Regions from separate parts of the Mus musculus genome. Here regions 1 and 2 are each linked to region 3. The links are chromatin contacts, called in public ChIA-PET and HiChIP or PLAC-seq maps. All regions are on one chromosome and are shown on one strand. Each heading gives the region's core, a stretch centred on a gene start, on an enhancer-like site or on the middle of the called end of the contact. The rest is flanking DNA. Distances are from core to core; before and after follow the strand shown. Region 1 holds the start of Emp1 (epithelial membrane protein 1). Region 2 has its middle 71 kb from the start of Gm46977. Region 3 holds the start of Lrp6 (low density lipoprotein receptor-related protein 6).

Evidence for each region. ChIA-PET counts read pairs in DNA pulled down with a chosen protein or histone mark. HiChIP or PLAC-seq counts read pairs in DNA pulled down with a chosen protein or histone mark.
Region 1: an RNA polymerase II ChIA-PET map of memory CD8 T cells shows a contact between it and region 3, with 6 read pairs. The contact joins the promoter of Emp1 here to the promoter of Lrp6 in region 3. A contact is called at or near these places in 2 of 115 datasets of contacts at active chromatin or transcription factors (memory CD8 T cells and pancreatic cancer cells).
Region 2: a contact with region 3 is called in an H3K27ac HiChIP or PLAC-seq map of embryonic stem cells, with 4 times the contacts expected there. The contact joins the enhancer-like site here to the promoter of Lrp6 in region 3. A contact is called at or near these places in 7 of 115 datasets of contacts at active chromatin or transcription factors (the 230-238 cell line, embryonic stem cells, forebrain and 2 more) and 3 of 9 other capture datasets (adipose tissue, embryonic stem cells and liver).

The regions. Positions count from the first base shown.
Region 1 is chr6:135,361,255-135,364,970 of GRCm38.p6, reverse strand. Emp1 (epithelial membrane protein 1) reads right to left here and starts at 2,040. Exons shown (of 5, transcript NM_010128.4): 1 at 1,869-2,040.
Region 2 is chr6:133,962,073-133,965,713 of GRCm38.p6, reverse strand. No RefSeq gene overlaps it. Among named protein-coding and RNA genes, the nearest start is that of Gm46977, 71 kb to the left of the region's middle. Within about 2 kb of position 2,208, at least 9 of the 459 cell types and tissues checked have an H3K27ac peak or open chromatin away from gene starts, as enhancers often do. A contact at or near this core is called in embryonic stem cells and liver, where this site is marked.
Region 3 is chr6:134,564,872-134,568,433 of GRCm38.p6, reverse strand. It overlaps Lrp6 (low density lipoprotein receptor-related protein 6), which reads left to right and starts at 1,521. Exons shown (of 23, transcript NM_008514.4): 1 at 1,521-1,791. The coding sequence starts at 1,737.

The DNA.
Region 1 (3,716 bases), core at 791-3,290, 800 kb before region 3:
CATTCTGCAGTCTCTGGATGAAACTGGAGCGGCCTAAGGATGGGAGGCTATGATTTGGGAGGGGGTGGTAATGGCCTCTTTTTCCAGGACAACCAAAGACTTAGAGCTGAAGACGCCCAGAAAGGTTCACACACAGCCCAGGGGCTCTCCCACTACTTGGAGGCAAAAAGTCAGAGCATCATTTTTTTTAAAATTGTCTTCCAACTCCATAGGGAATGGGGGCAGGGAGGGGGTAGCACACAAAGCATTATATTCTCATTTATCAAGGGACAGTGGAGTTTGAGACAGCTCCATGGCTCATGGAGTTGGTGGCAGTTTACCCCTCCCTCTAGTGTTCCCTTTTTGCTGACTTGTTTAAGGTTGCCTAGTTTCAACCAGATCAGAATGACACACAATCACACATGTGATCTTCACAGGAAACTGTGGCTGTGGACCTAACGAAGACGGCTTCCCCAGTTCACAGTCATGCAATCTGGAAGTGATAAACATTGGAAGCAAACTCAGTCTTGAGAAATGGGTCCCAGGGCTTACTCATCACCCCCTCCTTGGGGAAAGGCTTTGCAGAGATTTCTGAAGGATCAATGGATACACACCCACCAATTACTTTTAAATTTTCTCTTCCAACCAGCGAGCTGCATTTCTAAAGAGAAAGGCGCCTCGCTCTTCATCAGGCAAGCTGAATCCTGTCACTCTCCTCTGGCTTGTTTACGAGAGGAGAAAAAAAAAACCCACATCTGTGTTGAAATGAACCACACCTCCACAGACATTCGACCAAAATGCTAAGCTAATAAAAACAAAAGCAAACACAGCCGAGTGCCTTTGTTCTTTTTGCACTTAGCACGTGGGTTTGTAGTTATATAATATTTTACACAAAAGAAATAAGGTAAATATTCCCATATGACCACTGCCACACTAGAAAATTCCATGTCCACTTAGAAAAAAAAATCCTTTAATAGATTCTGAAAGATCTTTTTTTTTTTCCTAAGTTGGCTCCAGAATGCAGAAGCCTGGGTGGAAGCACAGAGCCATTCAGCAACCTTACAGGAATCCCCGAAGGCCCCCAGCCCCACCCTCTCCCCTCTGCCTCCTTCCTCCACCTCCACATCTGGCTAAGGATTCTGGAACCCACACATTCCACCAAATCAACCCCTCCCAAGGTTTATTTGAAACACCCTTTGCCTCTGTTTCCCTAACGGTTTTTCTTTAAACAAACCAATCCCCTCTTCCCTTCCTGTGAGAAGGGGGTGGAGGAAAACAAGAGAAAGAACGAAATACTTAAACAGACATCAACAGACAAGAGGGGGACAGACAGTAAATGCAATCGCAAAAATTAACTGAAACTCAGATATTTATCCACCGTCACCTAAAAGCGTAAAAGAGAAACAACAATAACCAACCCACAAAGCAGAACAAACTTTCTCCCCAGAGACTGCCTTTAACCTGCCTTCGCAGAGAGAAAAGAAAAGCCGGAGCGTTTTGGTAACATAGCATCCTTCTAGATTTCAGCTCAAAGTAATCTGAATGAAAACAGAAGATTTGGAAACATCTTCCAACCCTGCTAATTCATTTCGAAGGCACATAGAGTTCCTTCCATAAAGAATATTGCACTCAAGTTTGTTCCAAAGTCCCTTCTCGTTCCGTCCGTCTCCTCGGAGCAAGGATCCACATACCAGCAAGAGAATGTGGCCCCCACTGATATCCCAGATTCCTCCACTACTACGTTAAGCTAGAAGTCTCAAGGACTCCGTTCTTTGTGAGCCATAGAGGGATAGCAGAGGCAAGAAGAGAGGGGAGGGCTTCAAGGAGCCTAAGAGAGGAAAGAAAGGAGCGGGCTCTGCAGAGTTTCTCCAGTGTGGGGACAATCTTACCTGGAGTATCCAGTGAGAGAGGCAGATGCCCTGGGTGGTAGAGCAGGCTGCTGGTCTGGTCCTCTCTTCAGGAGATTTGCAACCACAGTGAGGGGAGGGACCTGACTCCCGAGGTTATAAGTTTCCTGGGCTGATGTGCTGGGGTGTGTGATGGGCGGTTTCTTTTCCCCGTGTTTTAAAGGAGTTTCTATGAATCAGTCTGGATTTAAAAAAAAAAAAACTTGGTGAGCTACGCCCTGCTAAGTTGGCAGCCGGTCAGATGTGGCTGGGAGTGAGCCATCAATTCAAAGAACCCTGTTGTAGCTCCCTCTGACTCAGACACACAGACCACAGTGGAAAAAGGAGTGACATTGCTTCAAATGAGTAAGAGGAGTCACACAAATAGATCTGTTTACCGAAGCCCAGTTCTACTACCCAGAAGGAGCCTCGGTTGTCAAGGACGTAGGGCAAAACACAGGTTAGGGTCAGGAGGAGGGGAGAGCTGGTAGATGCAGTTCCACGTTAATTAAAGTCCCGGCTAATCATCAAACAGGATTCCCCCGTTCTTCCTCCCCCACTGCACATAGCAGCAGCTGCTCATCACCAGGAATTATCAGACTCATTTCTCGTTGGCTTCCCTGCCTGACCCTTGTGCCCCTGACCTGTAGGCGGCAGTGGGATGAGACCCATGGAGTAGAAAGGCACCCAGCAAGCTCCAAATGTTGAGGCACTGATTGACAGCACATAATCCTGGGCCTTTAGTTAAACTCTCACCCCTATGGATTGTAGGCATTGCAGGAGGAAGTCTTCGAATTAAGGACTTTGCACTCTGATCTTCATGTGATAATCATTGGACCTTGCTCCACAGTTGGCTTTTGTGAAGACAGCCAGGGACCCAATCACAGCTTCTTCCCTGAACCACTCACTCCCCACTTAGTCTCAGAGTTGGGGGGGGGGTGCTACAGAGTTGTCCAATCCCGCAGCCCTGGTCACCTCCCTAAAGAGGTTCAGGTCCTCACTGCCTACATTTAACCCCAGCTCTCCTTAGCTGCAATGTGACTTTGGGCAAGCGCCCTCTCTTTCTGCCTTCTTGTATATAATGGGGATGGTAGGCACCTAGCTCACACAGATGGCAAGAATTACATGTATCAAACAGGTTTGGTGGGTCGTGCCTGCGATCTCAACATTTGAAAAGCTGAGGCAGGAGGATTGCTCTTAGTCCAGGGTCATCTTGGGCTACATGGTGAGTTCCAAGTCAGCGTGGGCTACTGAGTGAGACACTATTGAGAGAGAGAGAGAGAGAGAGAGAGAGAGAGAGAGAGAGAGAGAGAGAGAGAGTTGGTAGGTAGTTGAAGGGATAGCATAAGTTCAAGGAGAACTAGAAGCTATCCTGGGGTACATAAGTGATAGATGGATAGATAATAGAGATAGATAGATAGATAGGTAGATAGATAGATAGATAGATAGATAGATAGATAGATTATAGATTGATGATAGATGATAATAGATGATTGATAGATGATAGATAATAGATAGATACAATAGATTATAGGTAGATGATAGAGAGATAGATGATAGATAAATGATAGATAGATAGATAGATAGATAGATAGATAGAGAGAGAGAGAGAGAGAGAGAGAGAGATAGATAGATAGATAGATAGATAGATAGATAGATAGATAGATAGATAGATAGTAATGACTAACAAGAGCCTGTAAGGTTGTGGCCAATAGTCATTCGATATTAGCTGCAGTGATATTTCCCTGAGGACATTGTTAAATCGGACAAGAGACCTCTCAGAGAAGATACAGAGAGTCGCTGCGGCTGCCAAACCCCAGCAACTGGGGTTGCTGTTCTCTTCCAGGCCAG
Region 2 (3,641 bases), core at 959-3,458, 600 kb after region 3:
CCCTGCACAAAACTCTAGTGCAAGCAGATCAAAGACCTCACATAAAACCCAATACACCAAATCTAATAGAATAGAAAGTGGAGAACAGGCGTGAATGCATTTGAACTGGAGACATCTTCCTGAATAGAGCACCAATGTGCTCTATTCTCAGGCACTAACTAAGAAAAGATAGCATTTTAAGGGTGAGTAGAGTTGTGTCTGTGATAGGAGGGAGATAAGGTAGAAAGGAGAGCAAATGCCAAGCTATGGGGTGTTTGAAGCCCCATGAGTTTATTCCTGGCGTCCTGGGGAGCCACTGAGGCTCCCAAAGAGAAGGTTGCTGACACATCTAGTTTGAGTTTAACAGTTCTTTGATAGAAATTAGGAGATATTTAGAAAACATGGAACTGGAGTTTGGGAATATAGTGAGGAAATGCTACTGTAACATAGAGGCTGGTGCTAGCTAAAGGCACCAGGATATATATGGAAGGAAGTTTAGGAGTGGAACAACTTGGTAACGAAAAGAAAAAAATGTTTAGGGCAGGGTTTTTCAATTTTTCATTTATTTATTTTTGGGGCGAGCACATGTGGGGGTCAGAGGACAACTTGAAGATGCAGGTTTTCTCCTTCTACTAGGTAGGTAGGTCTAGAGGATTGAACTCAGGTGATCAGTCTTGGCAGCAAGCCCCCTTACCTGCTGAGACATCTTACCAGTCTGGAAGTAGGCCTGTTAAACAGTGGGTATCCAGCTTGATTCAGCTGAAAGGAAAAAAGAGAACTCTAGTTTACAAAATCAGTGCACAGTTTGTTTTTTTTTTCTTGTTGCTCTAACAAAATGCCTTTCAAAAGCAACTCAATGAAGAAAGAGGTTAGTTTCGCTCAGAGTTTGAAAGTACAGGCTATTAGAGCAGAGAAGGCATGGTGGTAAGAGAGCCAAGCAGCCATTGCACCTAGAGCCAGGAAGTAGAGATGAATGCTGGTGTCCAGTGGCTTCTTTCCTTTGTATTCAGCCTGGGTCTCAGCCTATGGGATGCTGCTGCCCTCATTCAAGGTGAACCTAAGGAAGCTACGTGGCAAGTCCAGGTATCAGTGTTTCCAAGACATCTTATCAGCATGGATGGATTTGACAAATCTAAGGAATCAAAAAAGATCTGGCGTTAACTAGTTTATAACCTTGGGTAGGTATGAGATTACCTACATCGAACAAGCAAATGAAAGCACAGGGCTTCAGCCAGGTATGGAGGACTGTCAACCTTCAGGATAAAAACTTTTAAAATTAAATTTAGTGGCTGGAGAGATGGCTTAGTGGTTAGGAGCACGTGCTGCTCTTCCAGAGGACCTGAGTTCAATTCCCAGTAATCACATGAGGTGGTTCACAGCTACCGGTAACTCCAGCTTCAGGAGAGTCCAACTCCTCTGACCTCTGTGGGGCAACTGTTCTCACAGCAACCAACCTACCTACCTACACACACACACACACACACACACACACACACACACACACACACACACACACAGACACACACACACACACACAGACACAATTTAAAATAATAATCTTACTATTGGTAGTGGTATCATTATTATTGTGTTGCTATTTAATCAGTGTGCATGCAGGTACATGTGTACCATGGTGCATGTGTGTAGGTCAGAGAGCAACTTTTGGGAGTTGGTTCTTTCCTTTTGTCATGGATTCCTAGGATTGAACTCAGAATGTCAGGTTTGCACGGCAAATCTTTTTAAGAGCTAAGCTACCTCATTGGCCTAGGGCAATCATTTAAAAAATACAGTTCCCTCTTGGGGGCTGGAGAAATGATACAGTCTATAAGAGTACATCCTGGGCTTGCAGAGGACCTGTTCCCACATCTGGTGGCTCATGGGTTACAACTGTAACTCCAGTTTCAGGGGATCTGATACCCTCTTCTGACCTCCATGGAACCTGAATACATGTGATATATATCTAGGTAATTGGACATACATAATACATACATGCATAATATACTTAAATAAAAATAAATAGTTCTTCTTCTTTTTTTTTTTTAAAGAAACTGATGTTAAAGATATAGTGGTCCTCCAGCATTAGGGAGGCTAATGATAAATTTGAAATTTGTTGGAATGTTTGGTCAGGGAGTTGCCTTCCTTCAGTACACAGTTAAGTGTAGTCACAGTATGGTTAGCATGCTGGAGTTGAACAGGGTGAGAACAGGAGTTCCTCAGATAAGCATGACAATGAAGGGTGTCACCAGCTCTAGAGGATGCTAATTTCTTTGATTCTGGTCCCATTCTTATGAGCTCCCATGATCTCGGCTCCTATTCTTCTCCTGAGAATGTGGCTCTGATTCAAGTACGATTGTTCGCCGAGATACGTCTTGATAGTTTCTACATATGCAGTAAATATTTATTGAGCCCTTAATATATGTCAGACATTGGGTGTGGTGCTGGAAATAAGACAACGCTGCTGCCCTCAAAGAACCCATATTCTACACAAATTGCCACTCGTGCATCAACTGAGCATTGCCAACTGTTGTTATTTCATTAGCAGAGACCTTGCCAGGCGTGAGTAGGAAGAGTTGACCCCCTCTCATTCTGACAAGTCAAACAGAAGGCTTGTATGTGGCATTCTGTGTGCTCGGATAAGCAAGGCATGAGGACTCTGACCATCTCAAACACAATAAAAAGTCATTAGTGCAACCCAGGGCCTCACTAACATCCTGGCTCATTTTGTCTCTTCTTTTTTTTTTATCATCTTAATTATTATTAAGTAAAGAGTATAAGCAAGCAAACAAACAAACACGTACTATTATACTAGAACTTTTTCCAGGAGAACCGGTCAAATGAGCTGTTTCGTGTTTGTTTGAGAGGAGTCACGCACGCTAGCTGGCCTGAAACTGAGTACCAGGGTTGCCTCTCATGTCCTGGGATCAAAGGCCATCACTTCTGGCTGAAATAAACTGGTTTTAAATTTCAATCAGCTCAAACAATTAAAATTACCCAAAGATCAATTGTTTATTTCCAAATGCAAAATGCCTTCCTGGTGAATACTGACTTCTTTAAAACCCTGTATTTCAGCTGTTACTGTAACTATGGTCAGTCTTCAATTCTCTTTTTAAATTAGCATGCGTGTGTGTTGTCAGTGTTATCTGAATCTAATAAACTTCTGAAAGTCTCTAAAATAGAAAGACTTTAACCAATCTTCACTGAAATCAGCCCGAAATATATGCTCCTTCGGGGAATTATAAATTCAAGGGCAGCCTGGGAAACGGAAAACCTTGTCTCAAAATAAAAGTGAAAACTTTTTTGTTTGTTTGTTTTTGAGGACTGGAGATAAAGGTCAGAGGTAGAACACTGGCCCAGTGTGTAAGGCCCTAAATTCAGTTCTCGGTACTGCAACACAAAACGAACAAGTCAAATTCAAAGCTAAATTGAGAGTTTATCTTTCTCCTGTCAGAACGGCAGTCAGTCCTTAAGAAAATAAGTAAGAAAAGTGCTGGTGAAGATGTTGAGAAGAGGAAGCCCTCATCCCCCGCCAGCGGGAATTTCTTTGACACTAGGTCAACCGCTGTTCTTTTGGAATAAAGCCAACTTGATCACCGTGAGTGATCTTGGGATGAGCTTCAGTTTGTCTTGCAAGTATTTTATTAAAACGAAATATATCTATGTTC
Region 3 (3,562 bases), core at 272-2,771:
CAGCCTACCTGAAAACATTTCCTAACACTCCTGTACAATCCTCCAAGTTGGTTGCTTCAGGTTCTGTTACTCAGGACTTGAGTGGCCTTGGATAAGTCACCGAGTGTCTCAAATTCTTCATGTGTGCCAAGAGAATCACAGCAAAGCCAGTCTCATCTCAGGTTAGTTCTGAGTGGCCCATCTGATAAATTGCTTGCAAGCCCTAGGTGAGCCCTTTGCCCATTCGCCTGCAGAAAGGGTGTGTGATGGCTGGACAGGACACAGCTGATGGTTAACGTTTGGAGCTGGCTGGCCTAGGCTGAAGCTGGCCAGTTGACTGCAGAGGGCATTTGGGCTATTACTTGGAAATGCCCACTGCACATGTAGTGGTAGAGGTTGTTTTGGGGGCTCCTTTTTTTCTCTCAGACCTGTAACCCCTCCCCCTGAAAAGACATGTTTTATTTTCTCTTTGCTGTTAGCTACTAAGGATTTTCTCTCTCAGTTTAGAAAGCTTTAGTCCTTGTCAGCTTAGTTCACAAAAAAAGGTCTGTATTTCTTGGAAGGCAATAAACAAACAAACAAAAAACTATTGTTTTTTTTCTTTAATTTTTTTCTTAGTTTATATTTATTGTATGTAATGATGGATAAGATTCAAGCACATAATTTTCTTTTAACATGTGTGTGCCTCTTCCCCCAACATTAGCTTCACTCTTTTTCCCAGATAGTCATACTTTTATTTTCTTATCATCTATGTGTTAACTCATATATAAAGGCATTTCTACACACACACACACACACACACACACACACCCCTAGATCCACATATGAGGGAAACTTGTCTGAGTAAGGTTTACTTATGTGTATACAATCCCACAATCTTTGTCTTTTCCCCATGTGTGTGACTTTATGTGTATATGTAAAGCAGGCTCCACACTAGGAGAAAAACATACTTTTTTTTTTTTTTAAAGTCCGAGTCTGGTTTATTTTACTTCCTATGATGAGGATTCTCAACCCAGTCCACTAGCGATGTGCTCCGCGTTGGCTTCTGCACACCGTTCCCCTGGCCCGCCGCTTCGGGAAAGCGTAAGCCGCAATGGCACTTTGATTTTCCTACGTCCCGGGGCAGCCCCGGGGTCCGCAGCTCCACCTGGCTCGGCGGCCGGGCGCACAAAGAGCGGCGCGGGCGGCGACGGGCCGGGACGCAGAAAGTAGTCCCGACCACGCCGGCCCCAGTGTCGGCCGACGTCGCCTCACGCCCTCCGCCGCCCGGGGAAAGAATCCCATCGGAATGCGCCTCGGGAAGACCTTATCCCCGCAGCGTGCGGGGGCTCGCGAGGCTCAACCCGCGGGGGCTCTCCGGGGAGTCGGCGCGCGCGGCGGTCGCGGCTCCCGGGGTCCGGCCGCGGCGCGCTGAGGACGGGGGTGGGGGGAGTCGGGCGCGCAGGGAGACGGCGGCGGCCCCGCGGCGGATCCCTGCGCCGCTGCGAGAGGAAGAGGCTGAATGAGGCGCCGCGCGGGGGACGTGGGGCGCCGCGGGAGGAGGCGGCGGCATGGGGGCAGGCGCTGGCGTCGCGCGAGCCCGGGCCGGAGCGGCGCGCTAGAGCCCTGACGTGCGCCCTTTTCTTTCTTCTCGCGGCCGCGGAAAGCATGAGCGTGCAGACCCGCCGCTGCGGCGGCCGCCCCGGCTCCTCGCCCGCGCGTCCCCTGGCCGCCGGGCGCCGGTGAGGGCCGCGAGCGCGCGCGGTGGTGGGGGGAAGATGGGGGCCGTGCTGAGGAGCCTCCTGGCCTGCAGCTTCTGCGTGCTGCTGAGAGGTGAGGCGAAGCGAGGCGAGGCCGGGGGAAAAGTTGCCGGGGTCCCGGGAGGGGGAGGGGAGGTGGCGGGGACAGCGGCGGGGACAGAGGCCTGGCGCTGGGGAGCCGCGCGAGGAAGGGGCCCGCGGTCGGGGGCCGCGCCCGGCCGCCGCGCACACCCCTGGCCGGCCCCGCGGCGCCGCCGGACAAAGCTGCGGGCCTCGGGGGGACCCCTGGCCCCCCGCACTCCATCGGAATGACTGACGGTGCCCGGCTCGCCTGCACTCGGGGCAGAAAGGGGCTTTTGTAGTTGCGCTTTCAGCACCATTGGTGTTGACCTCCCTCTCCCTCGAAGCCTGAGCTCACCTTTCCCGTGTCTCTTAGGTGAACTTTTTTCTTCTTCTTTAAACCCCACTATTTTTTTTTTCCTTCTCCCCTCTCTAGGCCTTGTTACAACTAATAATTGTCTTCCGCGGGGATAGAATGGTCCTGGGTGAGAGCACAGTTGGAAATTGACTCTAGGGTGATAGGTCGCGCTTTTCAGCATTCGGGATCATCTGAGCCCATAATAAAAACACAAACGTTGCCCTCGTAACCCCTGGTATTCAGGACTCGCCCCCTGTTTGCGGAGTGTGCAAGTGTACAGTTGGCACCAAGTAGGGAAGTCATCCTTGTGTGGCGAGGAGCCTATCCTGGGAACTAAATTATCATTTGCTGGGCACCCCTGGGAACTGCTTGGCACTTTAGTAAATAACAGAGAATGCCCTGGGTAATTTGCTATGGGAATCGCTTAAACGTAGTGGCTCTGTGGTGTTTTGAATTTGGACTGTGAGGCTGAGACGTACGTCCTGACTTTTTGTTGTGTGACAGTTTGCAATGGAAACCTTGTCGACTGGTCTTCAGTTGATGAGCGATGGGGGCTGGTGCCATGGAGAGTGTTGCCTGTGCAAGAATTGAGGTGCTGTTTGACGCCGTATCTTGTTGTTCGCTTTTGTTAACTTACCTGTGCCAGTTAATGGGACCTCTCTGGGATTCTTAGTTATTAATTTAACAAGCTCAACGTTTAAGTCCGTCAGAAGTATGGAAGTTTGCAAAGTAGGATAGTAACTAACAATCTTATGATGTAAATGGGACAGCCTATCATCTATGCATGTGTGTATTTGAATAAGACTATTTGCCTTAAAACCCCCCCACCATTTTCTAAAAATAAGCGTATCCCGAATTGTCTAGTCCTTTTTGCAAATACCAGAAAGATAATTGCTGTTTTAATTTCCATGGCAGAGAACTCAATGTTATTACTCAAGAGATTTAATAATCAAGTGTTTATTTTGTTATAGTAAACTCTACATTGAAAGATTTTGCTGTAGCTGTGAGAAAGTTGTTATTAACATGTGAATATGATTGACAAGTTCATAAGAGTTAAAATGTAGAACTAGTGGATTGATTTAGAGTTGGGAAAGTCTAAATCTGTGACTTCTGATGGCTTTAGCGCCTGAAAGTCCAGCTGCCATTCTTAGAGGGGACATAGGACTGTTTGTTTATTTTGATAACAGGTTTGAGCCTAGAGTTGAGTAGATTCATGCATGAGTTTGGTTTAGAGATGGTGAAGCATGATATTGTGTGTAACAAGATCAAGAAGAGGTAACTGTCCGAAGTGGAGCTTATTTAAATGTAATACAATAATGCTAAGGAGGTCTTTGTTTTTCTGTTTAGCATTATTTAATTGTGAGCATATATCATTCCAACTGAAACTGTCTTTTTGGTGTAAACGATTCCTAATTTAAAGTTTCTT